Regions from separate parts of the Pan troglodytes genome. Here region 1 is linked to region 2. The links are chromatin contacts, called in public Hi-C maps. All regions are on one chromosome and are shown on one strand. The core of a region is the stretch at or near the end of the contact, and the rest is flanking DNA. Distances in the headings are between cores, read along the strand shown. Region 1 holds the start of PRIMPOL (primase and DNA directed polymerase). Region 2 overlaps ENPP6 (ectonucleotide pyrophosphatase/phosphodiesterase 6).

Region 1 (3,633 bases), core at 783-3,282, 380 kb before region 2:
AGTAAGTAAATTAGTGTGATTTACAGGAAACCAGAAAACTGCTGCTAATGCTTGCTAATTTGGCAAGAAAGTTTAGTACAGGAAGGGGTTTGGGCATCACAATAGGATAAGGACTAGTTCAACCACACTAGTCCCCTCTTTGCAAATTACTGCTCTGCAGAGCCACTGTTAAGGTTGGGAGTGGGTCCTATTTCTCAGTTTTATTGAGGCAGAAAAAGGACTGTCAAACATTGGTGTTCACTCAATTCAGGAGGGATAAAGAAAGGCCTAAGTCTTATTTGTGGGATCTGAGTTTAACTCCTGTGACTGTCTTTTTAGCAACAGCAAACTACTTAACCCCTTTTTTTTCTTTTTTTTGAGACAGAGTCTTGCTCTGTTGCCCACGCTAGAGTGCAGTGGCGCAATCTCGGCTCACTGCAACCTCTGCCTCCCGGGTTCAAGCGATTCTCCTGCCTCAGCCTCTCAAGTAGCTGGGATTACAGGCGCCCACCACTGCATCCGGCTAATTTTTTTTGTATTTTTAGTAAAGACAGGGTTTCACCATCTTGGCCAGGCTGGTCTCGAACTCCTGACCTCGTGATCCACCTGCCTCGGCCTCCCAAAGTCCTGGGATTACAGGCATGAGCCACCGCGCCGGGACTTAACCTCTTTAAACTCGGCCTTAACCTCTTTAAACCTTATCCTCTTTAAATTGGAATTCCTATCCCGAGGGATTGTTGAAAGGATGAAACAAACAAATGTATTATGAAAATGTAAAAGCATGCAATAAACTCAGCAAGGGGTAACCATATATAAAACTAAGTATATTTCTGTGCAGAATATAGTCCCTATAGTCGAATAGGCGCAAGTGTTAGAAACAGGCTCCGCCATGGGGTCCCTGATCTGACTTCTGAATGTCAAGAACTTTTTGAAATCTGATGCAGAATGTCGTGCTCACATGTGTTGGTGAATTCTTCTGCGAAAACGATTCACAGTTTGCTTCAGGGTCTGAAATGAGTTCATGACCCAAAATAGGAAGGGGATCAGTAGGGCAGTGTATGGCACACCCTTGACGTAACCATTAATAACTCCATCTTAGGAGAAGACCCCATTTTTATATTTCATAAGGCATTTGCCAACAAGCATACTATACTTTAAGAAACAAATAAAAAAATAGTCCGCATCCAACCAGGTAAGGACACAAACAAGCACTCTCTTCCATTACCAGTTCTCACCACAGGACTCTGACTATAAAAGATGAGGCCTTGGGCAGCTCCCAACAGCCGGCTTAACTGACGCCGTCTTTGCAGAAGGACCTCTCGGCCCCAACCAGGCTTCTTTTCCTCTTCTTCACTCCCTCTGGATTGGTTCGTTAATCTCTTTGTCCCATCTCTTTTTCCTCATGATGTTAAATGCTACTTTGTTGTGGGATGCTTAACTTGTAACATTTATATGTGGATTAAGTACACTACTATGATGCGTGGAGCGGCCTGAGCCTGGGTGTCCAGGCTCTGACTACCCAGTGACCAGCAAGTGCTGAGAATTGCCTCCTTGGGAACTCCACGCAGCTCGTGGCTTCTGTGATCGAAAGAGCGTCCATAGCAGCCTGACATGGTGGAAAACACAGCATGCGTGGACCTGGTTATTTCTAGCCTGGCACCCTGGTGACAGGAGGTTAAGGCTTTTGATTTAGGGAGAGAGACCTGAGGGTAACCCAAAGAAAGGCCTCAGGTCATCGCAGAGGAGACAGAAATTACCGGTGGGCGTCCCGGCCTGCTCCTCTTCTTCCCAGAGCTCAAACTGGGCAGCAGGCCTGGCTTTGTCTCCCTTCTAGGTACCCGTTGGGCCTGGCGCGGTTTCCAAGTCTCCCTCAATTTCCCTCCAGAATCCCGCGCTGGGAACGGAAGCCCGCGGCCTCTCAGGAACACCTAGATTTCAAATCCGGGGCGGGGGAGCCGGGCCGAGCCTCAGGGCGGGACCAAAGCGTGAGGACTGGCGCGGGACGCGGGGGCGGGACCAGGGCGTGAGGACGCGGAGCGCGGGGGCGGGGCCTGCTGCAGTGGGCGGGCGCCTCCCGGGGCCCAGCCTGGGGCTGGGTTCTCGGGCGGGCGGGAGCTAGGGGACGGGCCCCAGCGGAGGAGGCGCGAGGGGCCGACAGGGGCGGGCGGGAGGCGGGCGGGAGGCGGGCGGGAGGCGGGGCTGGCGCTGGAGCACATCTCCCGGCGGCGAGCCGCGGAAGCAGTGCAGACGCGGGTCCTAGCGGATGGCTGCTATTGTGAGGCGGTTGTGGAAGGTATGAGGAGGCTGTGCGGTGACTGCCGCCCTCGCTCCGGGCCGTCAGCCCGGCCCCCGCTCCCGGCGTCCTCCCAGGCCCGGCGCCCGCCCGGGGACCTGCCCGGTCTGGGCGGCGGAGTGTTTGTTTTGCCACCTCACCCGGGCGGGGGCGAGCAGTGAAGCCCGCGGAGCGAGAGACTTGGCCCGGAGGCGGGAGCCTGGGCCGGGGCCGGGGAAGCCAGGCAGCGGGTTAAGGCTTTTGATTTAGGGAGAGGGACCTGGGAGTAACCTAAGGAAAGGCCTCAGGTCATCGGAGGGGAGACCTGGCCCGGGGGCGGGAGGCTGGGCTGGGACCGGGGAGGCCGGGCAGCGCGAGGCCGGGCCGGGGGAACCAAGCCCCGGGCCGGGGAGGCCAGGCAGCGGGAGGCCTGGCCAGGGGAACCGAGCCCGGGGCCGGGAGGTCGGGCACGGGGCACCGAGCTCCGAGGGCGGGAGACCTGGCGGCCGGCCGAGTGCCGGAAGGCCGGGTCAGGCGGCGGAAGGCAGCGGCAAGCTGGGAAACGGACGGCGCTACCGCCGGCGGAGGAGTGTCCCCGGGAAGCGGTGCTGCGAGGGCTGGGGCGGCCGGGTGCTGACTGTGAGATACTCGCCCTGGGGGCTGATCCTTCCAATTTTGGACGAGGCTTCCGTCTCTGCTGCCTTCCATGCCTGGGGCCTGGATTATCCCGGGTTGACAATGTGGTTTAGCTCTTCCAGAGAGCTAGTTGCAGGGTTTAAACTCCAATTCCTTTTCGGCCCTGCAGAGTTTCGTGAGTGCTCGCAGCTCGTACCTGTGGCTGTGTATCCGTGGCCACAGCTGGTTGGCGTCGCCTTGAAATCCCAGGCCGTGAGGAGTTAGCGAGCCCTGCTCACACTCGGCGCTCTGGTTTTCGGTGGGTGTGCCCTGCACCTGCGTCTTTCCCCCATTCTCAGTAAGTGGCACCCAAGCAGGAAACCGGAAAACATCGTTCGCAGCCCCCTCTCGCCCACCCACTTCTTTTCCTGCTTAGTCACCAAGCCTTGTCGACCTTGTAAATGTCTGCCAGATCTGTCCGCGTCTCTCCATCTCTGATTTCAGCCGTCTGACCACAGCAGCCTCTTCCCTGGTCTCTCCACTTCCAGACCCGCCTGCTCCTTTGCAGTCCACTTTTTACAGCACAGGCAGAGGGATCTTTATGAAATGTAAGTCTAGAAAGCTCGTCCTTTGCCCTTAGGTTAAACCCAGCACTTAATATGGCTAACAAACCCCTGCGTGTGTTGGGTCCTGAGTGCCCCCACCCCTCCTTATCTTTAGCACCAATTCGATTTCTGCACGGCAATGCTGACCTTCATACCTAGTGT
Region 2 (3,717 bases), core at 177-2,676:
CCAAAAATATTTATTATCTGACCCTTTATAGACAAAGTTCCCCAACTCCATACCTAAGCGGATATTGCACTTACCATTGTTAGTGGGTTTAGGTGAACAAACAACATTCTACAACAAAAAATTTTAACTAATGTAATTCCTTATAATAAATACTCCTGGTGTAATGGCTATAGGCCAGCTGCCCTTGAAATTATGAAAACAAACTTTTCAACATACAGGAAAGCTCTTTGCCCTGCTTTGTAGGCAGATATTTTGTTCAGCTTTGTGAGAACAAGAAACAGAGTAAGTATCAACTTAGCTTGAGTTATATGCTAACAGTTTTGTAAATAGTCACTAAACATTCCCCTATTTTACTATGAGACATAGGAGCTGCCTGTTCTATCTTCTGCGGCTACCTGTATATCACCTAAAGCTGAATAAAGGGATAACCCGCTTTTAATTCTCGGATCAATATTGGTATGCGATCCAGTCCAACTGCGTCAGTACTGGACCTAATTAAATACTTTTGGAGTAATGTGTAAATGTTTTATCCTTCTTTCAGAGAACCTCAGCTCCACTTGCAAAACAGTCAGGAACATGCAGTTATTTAGAGAGACCTTCTCAGACCTTTTTTATTTAAGTAGGTCCCCCTGCTGTTCTCAAACCATCACCCCACTCATTTACTCCATAGCAATTACGCAGTTATGCAAAACAAACCAAGTATCTTCACTTACTATCAAAATTTTTCATTCATATTTCCAATTTTGTAGGTATTCCAGATTTTTGATACAATTTTTATTAGTAGTATATTTTTACACTGTATAACTTTTTTTTGGTATTATTTACATTTCATTTGCTTAAAGTCTCTTTAGAAAACTTTTTTGACTTACTTCTATAACTAAATCTAAGATATTCTTACTGACTCCTTTTATGTCATAACTTTGTTCTGGAGTCACCCTTGTTAGATAGAGTTGGGTAAGGACATGTAGATGGTACATTTTCTTAGTTCTTGTAGATGTGACAATATCTTTTTGTTGCTTGCTCACATGAATAACAAGATCGGCTTGCTGTAGAATTCATGAGTCATACTTGTTAAGCTTCAAAATACAGACACAGTTCCACTGTCTCCTGGTAATTGCCACACTGACTTTGCATTTTTCTCTACAAGTACGTTAAAATTGTTTTTTGATTATTCATTTAGGAAATTCAAGCGTTTCTGGAGGAAATAGTCATACTTTGGATTCTAATTTTCCTTGGCAAAGGGTGGACACTTTCAGACGCAGGTGCTCATTTCTGGGAACTGCATGTAAATTTCTGACTGTTGTTTTTCTTCAGTTACTCTGGTTTCTTTTTCAGAAATGCCAATCTGGTTCACAAGGCAGCTCTGCGTTCTCTGCCGCCTTCTTTCTCACCACCGTCATCTCTGTTCCTGTTTCCCGGTGTGCTGGGGACTCTCTGGTTTGCCCTCGGCATCGCAGTTCTGTTTTCTGCGCCTGCAGTTCTGCCTTCGCTGCCTGTAATGAGGTTTCGGTTTCGCTATGGCATCGTGAGCCTCTCTGACCATCTTTCGTGGTCCTCTGCCATGCCGCTCAAGCCAGAAACCCAAATCACGCCCGATGCCTTGCTGCTCCTTATGCCTTCCTCTCGTCCATCCACGGCTGAGGTTGCTTCAACCTCTAGAATATTTCTCTCAAGGTCATTTTGTCTCCATCTTTACTGCCATCACTTCAGTTCACGGGGCCACCATCTCACCCTTCTTTTTGCTCCCCCCCCCCCCCATTGCTCCTCCTAGTCTGTTCTCTATGCTGTAGCTGGAGTTATTGATGTTTATGCAGACATTTAAACATGTGTATGTACAGCTGACCCTCAAACAACATGGGTTTGAACTACGCAGGTCCACCTACACATGGATATTCTTCTGCCTCTACCACCCCCGAGACCCCAAGACCCAGCCCTCCTTCTCCTCCTCCTCCTCCTTAAATTTTCTCCATAACATTTCTTTTTCTTTGGCTTACTTTGTTGTAAGAATACAGCATATAATGCATATAACACACAAACTATGAGTTCATCAACTGTTTATGTTATCAGTAAGGCTTTCAATCAACAGAGGCTCAATAGTACCTGAGGCTTTTGGTCAACAAGTTACATTTAGGGAAGTCAGAAATTATGGGTGAATTTTCAACTGCCGGGTGGGGGTTGGCACCTGTTCAAGGGCCAACTGTGTGCATGTGTATGTGTGTACAGATGTACACATGTGCATACACACACACATATACATACTGAATACACACACACTCACACTCTCAGTGGCTTTCTTTTGTACTAAGAATTCAAAGCACTTTTCCCAGCTGTGAAGCTTCTGCATGAGCTGACACTGCCTATGTCCCCAAATTCAGCTGTGCCATTTACCAGGCACATGGGTCTTTTTTCAGTTCTTCAGGCATGTGGAGCTCTTTCTCACCTTAAAGCAATTTGCTTCCTCTGCCAGGAATATACATGACTTGCTTTCCATATCTGGCTCAGATGAAATACTACAGAAGCCTTTCCTGCCTATTTTATCTGAGTAGGTACTACCTGCCCCCAATCAGCCCCTGGTTTGATTCATTAATAGCAATTATCATTATGGATTATTTATTAGTGCATCGTCTGTGAACCTCACCAAAGTGTAAGCTGCCTCAAAGGCGGCATCTTGTCCATTCTACCCATGTCTGGATTCTCCACCCCAGCCCAGTGCGTGCCTCATAATGGGTTCTCTTTTTTTTTTTTTTTTTTTTGAGACAGAGTCTCGTTCTGTTGCCCAGGCTGGAGTGCAGTGGTGTGATCTCGGCTCACTGCAACCTCCACCTCCTGGGTTCAAGTGATTCTTGTGCTCAGCCTCCCAAATAGCTATGATTACAGGCATGTGCCACCGCGCCCAGCTAATTTTTATATTTTTAGTAGAGACGGCATTTCACCATGTTGGCCAGGCTGGTCTCGAACTCCTGACCTCAAGTGATCCACCTGCCTTGGCTTCCCAAAGTGCTGGGATTACAGGTGTGAGCCACTGGGCCAGGCCTTCATAATGGGTTCTTAATAAACATTTGTTAAAAGCATTGGTTCATCACATATTAGTAATTTTCATTTTTACTTATTCCTTATGATTTTTTGTTTGTTTAATATAGGTTATACCTTTTGATATCCTATAGAGGATTCCAGCGTGTTGGATCTCTTGGGTCCTCCTGTAGATTATTTTTAGAGTCTTCTAAAGTCTTCTAAATCATTGAGATGAAGTCTCTTTCCTATTTTCTGTAGCTTTACAAAAAACTACCTCCCAGACCCCGCCCCGCCCCATAGAGTTTTTCCTCCCTTATTTACTCATCCTTAAAGGAAGTGACATCTGTAGAGAGCCAGTGCTTGTTAAGAGCGAGGGTGAGCATCATCAAGGTCCGGTCCTCGTGTGTGGAGTCCTATCCTGGTGCTCTCGGGGTAGGACAGGTGGGCAGTGCCTGCTCCCAGCCTGTTCCTGATTCCTCACAGTTGCCTACGGAAGCTCTATTTCCCCAAACTTTTAACTTTTCCTGACTTATCTGATTGTTCTCTGGTATTGTATTCTGAGTCCAAGGAGGGCACGAGAAACTAGTTTCTAACATGCTGCTAAGCGTGTTTCTTTCCTACTCTTCTCTTACTAAGACTGCTTTACTCGTGCGCATTGTTTTTCCTAAAATGCGATGAGCCAGCAGCAGTTTCTTCTACTTTCCG

The links. A called contact is a pair of places that touch in the nucleus more often than the background predicts.
Region 1: a contact with region 2 is called in a Hi-C map of a lymphoblastoid cell line, with 3 times the contacts expected there. The contact joins the promoter of PRIMPOL here to the enhancer-like site in region 2. A contact is called at or near these places in 2 of 7 Hi-C or Micro-C datasets (a lymphoblastoid cell line and stem cell-derived neural progenitor cells) and 1 of 1 datasets of contacts at active chromatin or transcription factors (stem cell-derived excitatory neurons).

Annotation. Positions count from the first base shown.
Region 1 is chr3:186,289,597-186,293,229 of NHGRI_mPanTro3-v2.0_pri, reverse strand. It overlaps PRIMPOL (primase and DNA directed polymerase), which reads right to left and starts at 2,032. Exons shown (of 14, transcript XM_063809227.1): 1 at 1,737-2,032. It also overlaps a transcript of CASP3 not described here.
Region 2 is chr3:185,906,865-185,910,581 of NHGRI_mPanTro3-v2.0_pri, reverse strand. All of the region lies in intron 1 of ENPP6 (ectonucleotide pyrophosphatase/phosphodiesterase 6), which reads left to right. Among named protein-coding and RNA genes, the nearest start is that of ENPP6, 8.2 kb to the left of the region's middle. Within about 2 kb of position 1,426, at least 9 of the 24 cell types and tissues checked have an H3K27ac peak or open chromatin away from gene starts, as enhancers often do. A contact at or near this core is called in a lymphoblastoid cell line, where this site is marked.